Regions from separate parts of the Sus scrofa genome. Here region 2 is linked to region 1. A link is a contact called in public Hi-C data. All regions are on one chromosome and are shown on one strand. Each heading gives the region's core, a stretch centred on a gene start, on an enhancer-like site or on the middle of the called end of the contact. The rest is flanking DNA. Distances are from core to core; before and after follow the strand shown.

Region 1 (7,091 bases), core at 2,184-4,683:
GAATCTGACTAGGAACCACGAGGTTGCGGGTTCGATTCTTGGCCTGGCTCAGTGGGTTAAGGATCCGGCGCTGCCTTGAACTGTGGTGTAGGTCGCAGACATGGCTCCGACCCTGCGTTGTTGTGGCTGTGGTGTAGGCCGGCAGCTGTGGCTCCAATTAGACCCCCTAGCCTGGGACCCTCCATATGCCGCGGGTATGGCCCTAAAAAGCAAAATAATAATAATAATAATAATAATAATAAAATAAAATAAAAATAAAAACATGGGCTCTGGAGGCAGACTATCTGGCTTTGAACTCCAGCTCTTCCACTATGAATTCTAGCACCATAACTGTAATCTATATTTGCCATTATCATGTAATTTTTGTTACAACACTAACTAAAAATCAGCAGTTTACTATGCTCCAGGCAGTGGCTTAGGTGCTTTACATGTTTTAATTTTTACAACAACCTTATGAATTCAGGACTTTTTTTTTTTTCTTTTTAGGGCCACACCTGCGGCACATGGAGGTTCCCAGGCTGGGGGTCCAATTGGAGCTAAGGCTGCCGGCCTCCACCACAGCTCACAGCAACACCGGATCCTTAACCCGCTGAGTGAGGCCAGAGATTGAACTTGCGTCCCCATGGATGCTAATCAGATTCGTTAACTGCTGAGCCACCACGGGAATGCCTGAATTAAGGACTCTTATAATTCATTTACTATTATAATTCATTTTTTCATGGGGAAACTGAGGCACACAGCATAACATGGAATTGAGGGCAGTTAACAACTGGTAAAATAAACTCTTTTAGGCTATGAGTAAAAGATCCGAAATGACATAAGCTGTTTCTGTGCTCATGGGATTAGCTGGAGCATATACTGATCTCCTGAGGAACCAGCAGAACTGGCTGAAAAGCAAACTTTCCCAGCCTGAGAACGGCTGGCACTGCTCAGTGAGGTTTTTTTTTTGTTGTTGTTGTTGGTTTTTGTTTTTTCTTTCTTTTTTTTTTTTCAGTCTAAGCTACATTCCTATGGGAATATTTTTTGGTACATAGATTCGACACGTCCCAAACATCAAGTATGCTGTGACTGTGAGCTTTTTTCTTCCAGATTTTACACAAATTGTCAAATTATGCTGCAAGATGACCTTTCCCAAGAATGGGAATGATTCCTCTGGGGAGGAAAAGTTCTCTATTGGCAAAGGATTCTTCTTCCCTTGTACACATGCACCACTGCAGACCAGAACATATCTCCATGTAAAAAAACAACAAATGAATGTTTCCAATGTTATAGGTTTTTAGCATACAGGTAGGAAAAAGGAATGGTGGTCAGAGCCTTGGGCTTGGCCTCAGCCAGCTGGTGCCTAAGAATGACAGCCTTGGACTTGGGTTTGCCAGTAAGTATCTCTGGCAAGCCCCAACAGATGATTCTTAAAATTCAGAAAACCATCAAATAATGAATCCCTTCTGTGCCCTTCCTCAGCTGTTGGCAAAGGATCAGGCAGCTGTTAGCTCCTTTAAAAAGTGAGGTTTTCTCAAATTCCAAACTGAATGCTTAATTAATCTTGTAAATGATAACATCTGTTAAGAAAGGACCCAGGCCTTGTCTGAGCAAGTTTAAAAACTAAGCCTAGGAGTTCCTGTTGCGGCTCAGCGGTAAAGAACCCGACTAGCATCCATGAGGACACAGCTTAGATCCCTGGCCTCGCCCAGTGGGTTAAGGATGCAGCGTTGCCGTGAGCTGCAGCCACGGTCACAGACGTGGCTCGGATCTGGCATGGCTGTGGCTGTGGCATAGGCTACCAGCTTCAGCTCCGATTCAACCCCTAGCCTGGGAACTTCCATATGCCGCAGTTGTCGCCCTAAAAAGACAAAGTAAATGAGTGAATAAATAAATAAATACAAATAAAGCCTAGAAAAATTCAAATCCCCCGTCATAACTGTGTACACATAGTATAGTCGCTCATCCACACATTTAACTGACAATGAGTATGTGCTGTGTACCAGGCAAAGCCTTGACTGGTGAAGCTCACATCCTATACATTCTATACCACATAGAAGTTGTAAATCCAACGAATAGTTTAACTCGAGGAATGTAAACTTCCCCGACAATGAACGTTAGTCCCATTTATTACTTGAAGTGAGAACATACCTTCATAGGTCTGTCACTATTTGCAAAATTATTGATAATGAATAAAGACTCCTGAAATCTTGATCCTCCGCTTAGTGCTACGTCAGCTATCAGCTGGCTCACGGCAATTATTATCTGTGGGAAGAAGCAAATACTGTTTTTCAAATGTCTCTTGAACAAAAGCTGCTTATTTTCATCATTCTATAAGTCCACAGGCACTCATATGAAACGCTTCTTTTAAAGATTCTACACAGTTCCATCAAAATCTATTTTCTTCGTACACGAGGGATTTAAATTCTATTGAAATAGCAACTTCAGAGGTTCCTAATTTCATATTTTATCGGGATTTTTCTTGGTCAGATATGAAAAAACTTTACAAAACTCATGGCACAGCCAGATCTAAAACTATTTTCATAATTAAGGAACAGATATCATGATGGCCAGGTCTCTACGTTCAATATGCTTGGCAAAGCTGGGAATAAATGACATTTGTTCTGATGGTTTCTCGTCTCTTTTCACTAGTCTACTTCAGTGTGCTGAACTTCCAGCTCCACCGTATCAACTCCCTTCTCTGCTGCCTACCTGGTTTAGACAGCAGCATCTATGCAATGGCATATACAATATGTAATGACAGCAGTATAATGCAATGTAATGGTGCTTTTTCGCCTCTCAGGCTTGTTTGGTTGAATACCTAAATGATTCAGGCTGAGGTGTGAGTGGCTGGTCCTGAGATGCAAGATGCCATAGGAGCTGAGTGCGGGCTCTTGAATCAGACTGCCCTAGATTCAAATCTTGACTTTATCCATTATTCACTGAGCAGCTTTGGAAAAGTTATTTTTATTCTCTTGTGCCTCACTTTCCTTATTTGCAATATGGGGATAACAACTGCTACCTTATAGAGCTGTTATGAGGATTAAAGAGATCTTAATCATTATAATACTAGTTTATTGAGCACTCAGAAGCCTGCATGAATATTAATTCATTTATATTTGAATAAAGCACTTGAGGGAACTGAGGTCTTAACGCAGAAGAATGGACCCTAATGGGGAATTTCAGACACACCAGCACGCTAACTGCAGAAATGTTTGGCAGAAGGTGGTTCTCAAGTGACACCTCTATGGAAGCAAATATCAGACACCTGAACATATAATGTTGGCCCTAGTATCCAAAAGTAACCACGCAGAAGATTTTTATACGGAGCATATTCTTCTCTCAGAGTTTCACATTACTGATGACATTTCTAAACAGCTGCTTATGGCTGTTTCACCATCTATAACCCAGTCTCTAATAAACGACGCCAATGGGACAGAGCATGACAGTGAAGACAGAAATGTGACCAAGCATTTCCCGTATTATAAGGAGGGCTAGTGAGCCAAGAAGTCCCAGCTGTGATTCAGTTCACAGCTGTTTCATCAAATAATCAAAAAAAAAATATGGAGACACTGGCTAGCAACTGCCATGTCCTAAGTGTCCATTATGTACTAGGCATTTTGTGCCCGGCACTATACACACTTAATTTTCAACCCTCGTGATCACCCTGCAAGGTGAAACATACTTGGCCTCAATTTTACAGATGAGGCAAATAGTTAAGAATTATGGCGTAACTTGCCTAGGGTCACATAATAATAAGTAGCTGAACTATAATTTAAGTCCAATTTGATTTCAAAGTCCATTCTTCCCACTAAACCTTGTCTCTCTCTCTCTCTCTTTTTTTTGGCCATGCCCTTGGCAGGTGGAAGTTTCCGGGCCAGGGACTGAATCCGAGCCACAGCTGCAACCCAAGCTGCTGCAGTGACAACGCCAGGTCCTTAACCCACTGCACCACATGGGAACTCCTTCTCTCATTTTTTTACTAAGTTGGCAAGCTGAAACATGAATAACACAAACTATTACCTGTTATGGGATATCTAACAAGTGTTTTGTTTGTTACTTAATCATCTCGTCTAATCCTCACAACAACCCTATGAGGTGGAGAGGGATATTTCCACTATCTTACACAGGAGGCAAATGAGGCATTGAGAGACGAAGGAAGTAACAAGCTCGAGGTCAGACACTGTGCGGCAGTCCTGGAATCTGAACTAGAGTCTACCCTCTTAACACCCATGCTCTAGAGCAGTGCTGTCCAATAGAAATAAGATGTGAGCCTCATGCCTAATTTTAAACCATCTAGTAGTCACATTAAAAGTAAAAAGACAGGAGTTCCCATCGTGGCGCAGTGGTTAACGAATCCGACTAGGAACCATGAGGTTGCGGGTTCGATCCCTGGCCTTGCTCAGTGGGTTAACGATCCGGCGTTGCCGTGAGCTGTGGTGTAGGTCGAAGACTCGGCTTGGATCCTGCGTTGCTGTGGCTGTGGTGTAGACCGGCGGCTACAGCTCCAATTCGACCCCTAGCCTGGGAACCTCCATATGCCACAGGAGCAGCCCTAGAAAAGGTAAAAAGACACACACACAAAAAAAGGTAAAGAGGTGAATTTTAATGTATATTACTTAACCCAATAAATCCATTCAAAATATCATTTCAACACACAGTCAATGTGAAACAATTAAGATATTTCACTTTTTTGGTATGTGGTCTTCAAAAGCCAATGTGCATTCTAGATTTATGACACAGCTCAATGTGGACCAGGCACATGTCAAGTGCTAAATGGTCACATGTCGCTAATAGCTATTCTATTGGATTGGGTAGCTTTAGATCTTGACATAGAGGCTAAAGATGGAATAGAAGAAAGAGGAGGGACTCAGGTTTCCACTGACCTGCAGATGTGTCCTCAAAAAGGTCTTCCTTTTGGTATACTCAAAGTTGTTTCTCATCAGAAGATACAAAAGTGCAGACGCTTCATTTCTGGTTGAGCTAATCTTCGACGTGCAACACTTTAAAACCTCATAGCAAAACGCAGCACACATGTTTACCCTTCCTTTGAAAAAGGCCGAGGGAAACTAAAGAGAAGGGAAAATATAAATATCAGAAAACCCCATCATAAACATCAATCTTCTCTCGAGGGCCTATTATATATTTTCACCTAGAACGAGGCTGGGTGCTTTGAGGATACAAAATCAACATAAGGCCAGGGCTCTGCTCTAGAGAGGCCAACCTAGTCCCAACCAGAAAGACCAGGATGAATCAGTGACAGAACAAGTCAAGTCAGTATCCAAGTTTCTACAAAGTGTGAGGTACTGACCATAAATGCTACAGATCTAAGAAGAGCTTACGATGGTCTGGAAAAGAAGCTAAGTAGGTTCTCCATCATATATATTAAATTAATGAATGACTGAAACAGAGGATGATTGATAGGTCTCAATTTGGGCCTTCAAAATGGGAAGCTGCATTACTTACTCTTTTGCTTTATATCTAAATAGTTCCTTATATTATGAACTTCCAAGTGCTGAGAAAATGATAGACAGCAGGAATCTATTCGGCAAATAAAGCTCATCTTTTAACAAAATGGGGTATAGACGAAATGCATGCACACAAGCATAAACATGTGCCCCCTTTACTCATACATAGTGTTGATTAAAATACATTTTGGCCTCGAAAAAGACTTTGTATAAAAGTGGCTATCTAGGAGTTCCTGCTGTGGCACAGCAGAAACGAATCCAACTAGGAACCATGAGGTTGCAGGTTCGATTCCTGGCCTCGCTCAGTGGGTTAAGGATCCGGTGTTGCTGTGGCTGTGGTGTAGGCCAGCAGCTGTAGCTTCACCTGCCCTAGCCAGGGAACCTCCATATGCTGCGGGGCGACCCTCAAAAGAAAAAAAAGAGAAGAAAAAAAAAAGGGGCTACCTAATCCTTGAAACTGGCAAGGGGCTGCACTTTGAGAATACATTCAGTCTCTTTCGTGGGAGATAAATTATGCATAAAACATAGGCTTATTCTAATCTCCCATGTTTGCAAGTCTAGGCAAGCACATGGTAAGCTACTTCAGGGTCCACAATGGATGTTTTTCAGGGAGTATGAAGCTAGAGGGCCACCCTTTCAAAATGATTTCTTGGCAATATTGAATTTAAACCTGTGTTATAGGAATCTATCTTCTTCTTTTTAATCACCTTAACACCACGCCCAATGCTATGTGGATAATGAACATTTAATAAATATTTCCTAACTGGCAACCGAGAAATTTCAATAGTTTCACCAGATTAAACCAAATCTTGTTGGGCAAGACATTCCAGTATGAAAATAAAGGTGTAAGGGAGGGCACAGCTGTAGTGTAGTTAGTCTGCTATAGTGAGTTTTCCTATCTAAATCACTTCTCTGCGTGGGCAGTGAGCAAAATCATCAGTGACCTTGTCACTGCCAATTCCAATGCACACCCTCTCCGCTTCATCTTAACAGACCACTCGGTACCTCATCACGATGCTGAAACTCTTCTCCTTCGGCTTCCAGGATACCCTTCTTTCTTGCCTTTCCTTCTACTTCTGTGACTGCTCCCTCTCACCCCCTCTACAGATTCCTCTTCCAACTCTTTCTGTGTTTTTTCTCCAACATACTGCTCTTTTTTTTCTTCCTGGACATACTCCAGGGGAAATGAAACCACTCCCATGGTTTAAAGTACCACTGGTATGCCAACGAGCTCCTTGGTTCACTATGTTCCAGCTAAACTGGGCCTTTCAGTTCCCAAAATTTCAAGCTTTATCCCAACTCCAGGCCTTTGCATATGCATGTCCTTCTAAAATTTTTTGTTTGTTTGTTTTACTTGCTTTTTAGGGCCACACCGCGGCATACGGAGGTTCCCAGGCTAGGGGTCGAATTGGAGTTGCAGCTGCTGGCCTACACCACAGCCACAGCAATGCCAGATCCAAGCCACATCCACATCCTATGCCACAGCTTGCGACAACACTGGATCTTTAATCCACTGAGCAAGGCCAGGGATTGAACCTGCAACCTCATGGTTCCTAGTCGGATTCACTTCCGCTGTCCCACAATGGGAACTCCTGGAATGTTCTTCTTTGAACCTTTCAAAGAGCAGGGCCCCTTTTCATATTT
Region 2 (7,091 bases), core at 2,001-4,500, 76 kb before region 1:
TGAGACCGGCAGACATACACCAGTAAGGCCGGGTCCTGGACAGACGACACAACACATCTTTCTAGTGGCCACCTCTCTGCCCAGCTTCACACCCCAGGGAGTCCCTCACACTCCGTCAGGCATGTCTCCCTGCTGGCTTCTCCTCCGGTGTCATTACCCTCACGCTGTGCCCCACTCAGGTTCAAGGGCAAAGGAAGCTGCCCGGCTCCTTGCTGAGCACAAAGAGGTATTCTCACTCTTACTTCTGGGTCACTGCTCCTGCTAGGCCCCCACTGGGAATAACTTCTCCACCTACTCAAAATGTCACCCCCCCCTCAACGTCTAGCTCAAATTTTAGCTTGTCCACGACACTGCCAGCTCTCAGTTTCCTGGCTTCTGAAGTTATTGTTTGGACCACACACTCTGGCGATTATAAAGCAAGTCTCCAATTCATGATCATTCTGCTTCATACCAATGGCCTGTCCGTGCCTACATGGGTGCCTGCATGGGTGCCCACCAGTCCTGCCTGGCCACGCTGGGAGGGTTAGCGCCTCTCCCAGCCAAGGACTCCCCTCACTTCTGCAGAGGGAGACACTGAATACAGTGGTTACAGGCCTGGCCTCTGGAACCAGGCTGCTGGGGTTGGAAGCCTGGCTCCTCCAAGCTACCACCTATGAGACGCTGAGCAAGGCTCTGGGTCTTACTATGCCTCAGCTTCCTCATAGACAAAATAGGACTGATAACAGCACCTAATGGACAGGTTCTGTGTAAAGATCAAATGAAACAGGAGTTCCCGTGGTGGCTCAGCAGTTAGCGAACCCAACTAGCATCCATGAGGACGCAGGTTCAATCCTTGGCCTTGCTCAGTGGGTTACACGGCTCAGATCCAGCACTGCTGTGGCTCTGGCATAGGCTGCTGGCTAGAGCTCCAATTGGACTCCTAGCCTGGGAACCTCTCCAGATGCCATGGGTATGGCCCTAAAAAGCCAAAAAGCCAAAAAGCCAAAAAGCCAAAAAAAAAAAAAAACAAGATCAAATGAAACAGTGCAAGTGGAAAACTTAGTACGCTGCCTGGCATAAACACTAAATCCTAGTTGTTCTTAAGACATGTCATGGTGTGGGCTACCAATCTAAAGAGACCAAACTAAGCTGGTAACCAAATCATTTTTTATAAACACTCAAAAGATTAGAGCTGGAAGAGCCCTTAGAATTTAGAGAGTTCAACCTCCTGTCACAGATAAAAAAGCTGCTGCACAAGGGAGAGGAAATGACCAGCCCTGATATTCCACAGCTGGGAAATGTTGGACCACTAAAATTCAAGTCCCCGACTTGTTTTTTAAAATCTGTCACCGTGCCTCAATGCAATTCTATCAATATTTCCAATGGGAAACAAGTTTCTGTATTCTAAGTAACCAAGTCACCAATGAACCTCTGTGACAAAACTGATGAAGTTGGGGGTTGCCAGTATTAGCTAGAGGGCCAGCTGTGTGTTGTTCCAGGTGTGTGTGGGAGGGAGTCTGTGCCAGGGAGGGTGCTGGAGTAGCACTGGGAAAATCAGGAGACTAATGAGACGGGTGACCCTAGACAAGTCCTTTCCCTTCTCTGGACTGCAGCTGCCCTATATATATAATTATGGAAACTGGATTTCCCCAAGTAAACTACAGGCACTTGGGGGGGGGGGGCGAGGATTACACTGTACATTCTAAGGTTCTAAGTGAACCTACAGAGCCTGGCTCAGTACTAAACAAGAAAAGCACTTGAATTTTTATTTATTTATTTATTTATTTATTTTTGTCTTTTTAGGGCTGCCCCTGGGGCATATGGAAGTTCCCAAACCAGGGGTTCAATCGGAGCTGCAGCGGAGGGCCTACGCCAGAGCCACAGCAAAGTGGGACCCCTGAGCAGTGTCTGCAACCTACACAGCAGCTCAGGGCAACGCGAGATCCTTAACTCACTGAGCGAGCCCCGGGATTGAACCCACATCCTCACAGATACTAGTTGGGTTCGTTACTGCTGAGCCACAATGGAAAGTCCTCACTTGAATTATTAGCTGACCAACTTCAAACCTCCCCAGGTCTCTATTCCAAGGCCACCTTTTCAGTGGAGGTCTTCCTACTCCACCTTATTTACAATGGCAGCCCCCTCCTCTGCGTTGTTTTCCTCCAAAGTACTTCTCGCCATCTGACATACCTTATATTTCACTCCCGCCCCCCTTTCTCAGACTCTGCCAACTGCAGAGAAGCACCAAAGGGCAGGGACTCTGTTTTGCTCATCTGCGGCATTCTCAGCCCCTAGAACACAGCCTGGCAGTGAGCCGGCTCTGCACACGTTTTGTTGACTGAATCAACACAGGGCAGCGAGGTTTCCTAATCAACATTTCAACTTGGGTTTCAAAGTACAACACGCTGGTGAAATTGCAATAAACAAAACTGGAAGCGTTTGTGTCAACATGACAATAAAACCTATCGACTTTGGATCTACTATCCTCACCAAGAAGGTCCGGAAAAAGCCATCCCTGAGCAACTCATCAGCCCCCACTTTTCACAGTAACTCTTGGTTGATTAATTTGAAATTGCCGCACGGGGGGGGGGGAGGGGCATACACGAACGCTCTATGTTTGCAACTTTTCTGTAAATTGAAAATTATTCCAAAGTATAAAGGTTGCTTTTTTTTAAAGGAAAATATTAAAGAAAGGCATCCACGCGGATGCTGCTCCGGGTTTCCCACTGGATTTCTTGGACGCCAGAGGAGGCCGTGACCCTCACGTCCTTTTCCTTCAGGAACTAGGAGCCTCAGAGGTTGCCTCCAACTCTCACTCCCTCACTAGACCCGCTGCGCTAGAAGCCCCGGCGGGTCCCCGGCTCGCCGGGACCTCGGTCGCCGTCCCCGCGGGCTTCTGGGCCCTCAACCCCTCCCGGGCTCACGGGCCACATGCCCGGTCCCGACTCCGCGGCCACGGACTCGTTTCGGTCCGGCCCCGGGCTCCTCGGCGCTTCCCGACGGCCAAGGGACGTCCTCCGGCCCCTCCGCCGCTCTGGGTCCTTCACCTCGAGCCGCACGCGAGTGGCGGCGGCGGCGGCGGCCGCGGGGGCATCGCGGAGCCCGCCCCCGGCGCCCACCGCCGCCCTCGGCCCGGCGGGCCTCTCGGCCGCGACCCCCGCCGCCCCGGGCCCCAGGGGCCGCACTACTCACCTGCGGGCGCGGCCAGCCCGCCGCCGCCGGCGCAGAACAGCAGCGCCCACAGCCCGTAGAGCCGCGCCGGCCGCTCCATGCAGCCCCTCGCTCGGAGCCCGGCCGGGCAGCAGCCGCGGCAGTCTCCGCCTCCTCCGCTCCCTCTCCCACTTCCCGGCTCCGCCGCCCTGGAGGCCGGGGGCCGGCGCAGACGGGAAGGGCCGCCCCGCCCACCGGCCGCAGGTAACCCCTGGCGGCCGGCGCGGGTGGAGGGGCGGGGCGTCGGTGGCTCCCGCAGCGGCTTCTGCTGCGCAACACCTGGCCCTGCCGCAGCCCAGTCCCCCGCCCCGAGGCGGATCGCCGGCCAAACGGAACTTCCCCGACCGCGTCGCGGCCCGGCCCCCGCGCCTGCAAGCCGAGCGGACCGTGCAGACCGGCGGAGCCCCGGACGTGCTGGGGGAGCTGTATTCCACCGGGCTCCCCGGGCAGGGCCTTCTCTGGGAACGAGCCTTGGCCTGGGAGTCTGGAGACGCGGCTTCCAAACGTGGGCCTCTGAGCCCTTGTTTCCTAAACTCTGACTCCCGAGTTAGTAATCCCAGGTCTGACCTCAGAGGGTGGACTTGGAAGACCAGAGGAGGGGATGTGGCGGGAGCATGCTTTGTAAACAGGATGAAAAGTATATTTGAAATCTGTTGATAATGGGGGGGGAGGAAGCAAAAATTGTAAATATGACCGACAGTGCCATACTATATACTTGGATTTTTAAAAATGTTTCCTTTTTTGGCGGCCCCACGACATATGGAATTCCCGGGCCAGGGATCCTATCCAAGTCGCAGTTGCTACCTAGGCCGCAGCTGCAGCACCGCAGGATCCTTAACCCGCTGTGTCTAGCCAGGAATCAAACTGGCGTCCTAGCGCTCCCAAGAGGCCACCGAACCCGTTGCGCCACAAAGGGATGTTTTTAAAGCTCACGACCAACTTTCTACATACTGCTTTTTCATACATATAGAGAGATGGAAGGTGGGTGGCTGAGGCTTAATGTCGCTGGGGATGGAGGAAAAGAGGAACCCTTGGTTTCCTATGGCTGCTGTAACAAATTACCACGAATTGACTAAAAACACCCCAGTTTTATTATATTAGCGTTCTGGAGGTCAGAAGTCCCACTAGGGTAAAATCAAGGCGTGGCTGGAGCTGTTTTCCTTCTGGAGGTTCTAAGGGAGAATCTGTCTCCATGCCTTTTCCAGCTTCTGGAGGCCGACTGCATTCCTTGGCCCCTTTCTGTACCACTCAGACCTCTGCTTCCCTTAGCACATCTCCTGCTCTGACTCTGACCCTCCTGCCTTCCTTTTTCTTTTTTGAGAAGCCTTGTAATTAGATTGCACCTACCAGATATCCAGAAGGAACTAGTGGTTAGCAGTGGGACGGGAGGAGTGGGAGGTGCAAACTATTGGGTATAAAATAGGCTCCAAAGGGAGTTGCCCGTCGCGGCTCAGTGGTTAACAAACTCCACTAGTATCCACGAGGATGCAGGTTCGTATTCCTGACCTCACTCAGTAGGTTAAGGATCCAGCGTTGCCAAGAGTTGTGGTGTAGGTCGAAGATGCGGCTCAGATCACATGTTGCTGTAGCTGTGGTGTAGGCCAGTAGCAACAGTTCCAATTCAACCCCTAGCCTAGGAATCCCCATATGCCTCAGGTGCTGCCCTAAGAAGACAAAAGATGAAATAAATAAATAAAACAGGCTACAAGGATGTAGTCTACACTGGGGATATAGCCAATATTTTATAATAACTGTAAATGAAGTGTAACCTTTAAAAATATATAATTTTTTAATGTTAAAGGAAAAAATAGATGGAGCCTACTAGATAATCCATGATAATCTCCCCATCTCAAAATCCTTTACTTAATCACACCTACGAAGTCACTGTTGCCATATAAAATAACCAGCGTATTCATAGTGGTCTCGGATTAAGACATGGACACTGTTGAGGGGGTATTATTCTGTCACCACCCCTCAAAAAAGATTCAAGTCTGGATAGGTGATGAGACCCACTGACTGGGGTATATTTTGGTTGAATTCAACCAATGTACACATCTGAAATCTGTTGCAAAAAAAATAGAGCAATAAAAATGCTGATCATACACCTAGTCTAGACCCTACTCAAAAGGTATGGGGATGTTTAACCGATCTGAAACAAAGGCTTCACTCTTGGAATTAAGGTCCTTAAGGACAATAAACATTTATCATCCTTCCAGAATCTCTGGTAGACACTCATTAAAAGCAGGCTCTGCCAACAAAGAGCTGCAGGCATTATGAGGGGCGATCGCAAGAGCAAGAACAGGAGTTCCCGTCGTGGCTCCGCAGTTAGCGAACCCAACTAGCATCGGTGAGGATTCGGGTTCGATCCCTGGCCTCACTCAGCAGGTTAAGGATCCGGCGTTGCCATGAGCTGAGGTGTAGGTCACAGACACGACTTGGATCCTGCGTTGCTGTGACTGTGGTATAGGCCGGCAGCTACAGCTCTGATTAGACCCCTAGCCTGGGAACCTCCATATGCCATGGGTGTGGCCCTAAAAAGACAGGAAAAAAAAAAACCCACCAAAAAAACAAACAAACAAGACAAACAAACAAAAAACCAAAGGCAAGAATGGGGAACTGGCAGACACCAAGAAGGGGTAACTTATGCGGGGGCAGAGGCAGGGGCGGCTTCCAGGAGTCAGGCCCGCCTGTGCTGAATCTTGAGATACTGAGTCTTGTGGTTCAAAGTTCAGAATAAATCCTTGCCTGTGTGTATTATTGAACAAAATAAAACACTTTATAAACTATCAAAGCCAGCAGAGCTGAGAGAGACGACTGTTATTTCTAAATCCCTCCGACAAACAGGCCAGCTCCTCTCTAACCCAAGACTTTCCCTCCCCGTCACCACACACATACGCTTGTTGACATTTTCTATAAACATTATACAATAACTTTATAATAATGTTTCCCGAATGATTATGTCATCTGCCTTTTAAGAAGTCTTCAGTTGGAACAGGAGCCCCTGGGGACTGGCCGAGTGCCATCGTGGGCACTGTCTGGCATAGACTGAGCGAGTGCTTAACGAAATGAACAGTAATGGCAGCAAATGATTAGAAAATTAAGGGTCGCGACTTGTCATTAGCCTCCAGAAAAGGCCCTGAAACTTTGAGTATTGTGAGAAAGAAAACCAAGCACGGTGGCATGGCCGTGGTAGTCCTTGCCCGCTGTCATGAGTATAACTGTTGTAGTCAGTTCCGTTTCCTCTTGACCCTAAACATCAAGCAACATTAACCCAAAAAAAAAAAAATTCTTTTTGTAGGGCTAGGTGAGAGTTAGGAATGCTGTTTCTGCTGTATCAAACTTCTATTTGTAATTTCAGTGTACTTTTACTCAAAGCGCATCTTGGATTGAGTTGGGCCACTGCCTTGGCCTGTGCGAAGACAGATGGAAGGCTTTCCAGGAACTGCAATAAACAAAGCGCTCTCATTTTGGCTTTGTGTAATCAAAGTCCTGATGAGTCAACGTCAAGTTTAGCTTTAACCCTTAATCCATTGAGCCCTAATGACTTGGGTGTGAGACTCCCAATCTCAGTTCTTTTCCGCTTTGGCTGGGCTTGACTGCAGTTCTGGGCGGACTGGTGCATCCAGTTGGCTTTCTTGATCTTCACTTTCTTCTTTTCTGTAAATGGAATTAGAAAAGGGCACAAACAAGAAAATATCTGGGAGGGGAGAAGGGTGTTCCTCTTTTCAAAGTCAGATCTCCTTCCAGCTAGTGAGAGGCCCTCTCTCGAGTTCATAAAGGACATAGGCTCCCGAAGAGACCAAGGGCTTAGCCAAAAATTCTGGCTCCTTAGGCAAAAATCTCTCAAAGGGTCTTCTGCCTTTTGTTAAGCGAAACCAGAACATTATCTTCAGCGCTAGTGC

The links. A called contact is a pair of places that touch in the nucleus more often than the background predicts.
Region 2: a contact with region 1 is called in a Hi-C map of fetal skeletal muscle, with 1.7 times the contacts expected there. The contact joins the promoter of IL13RA1 here to the enhancer-like site in region 1. A contact is called at or near these places in 1 of 5 promoter capture datasets (liver), 6 of 47 Hi-C or Micro-C datasets (embryonic fibroblasts, fetal skeletal muscle, heart right ventricle and 2 more) and 2 of 2 datasets of contacts at active chromatin or transcription factors (alveolar macrophages and skeletal muscle).

Annotation. Positions count from the first base shown.
Region 1 is chrX:97,220,848-97,227,938 of Sscrofa11.1, reverse strand. It overlaps DOCK11 (dedicator of cytokinesis protein 11), which reads right to left. Exons shown (of 54, transcript XM_021080484.1): 42 at 4,866-5,048; 43 at 2,131-2,244. Among named protein-coding and RNA genes, the nearest start is that of IL13RA1, 77 kb to the left of the region's middle. Within about 2 kb of position 3,433, at least 1 of the 83 cell types and tissues checked has an H3K27ac peak or open chromatin away from gene starts, as enhancers often do. A contact at or near this core is called in fetal skeletal muscle, where this site is marked.
Region 2 is chrX:97,297,119-97,304,209 of Sscrofa11.1, reverse strand. IL13RA1 (interleukin 13 receptor subunit alpha 1) reads right to left here and starts at 3,250. Exons shown (of 11, transcript NM_214341.1): 1 at 3,172-3,250. The coding sequence starts at 3,250.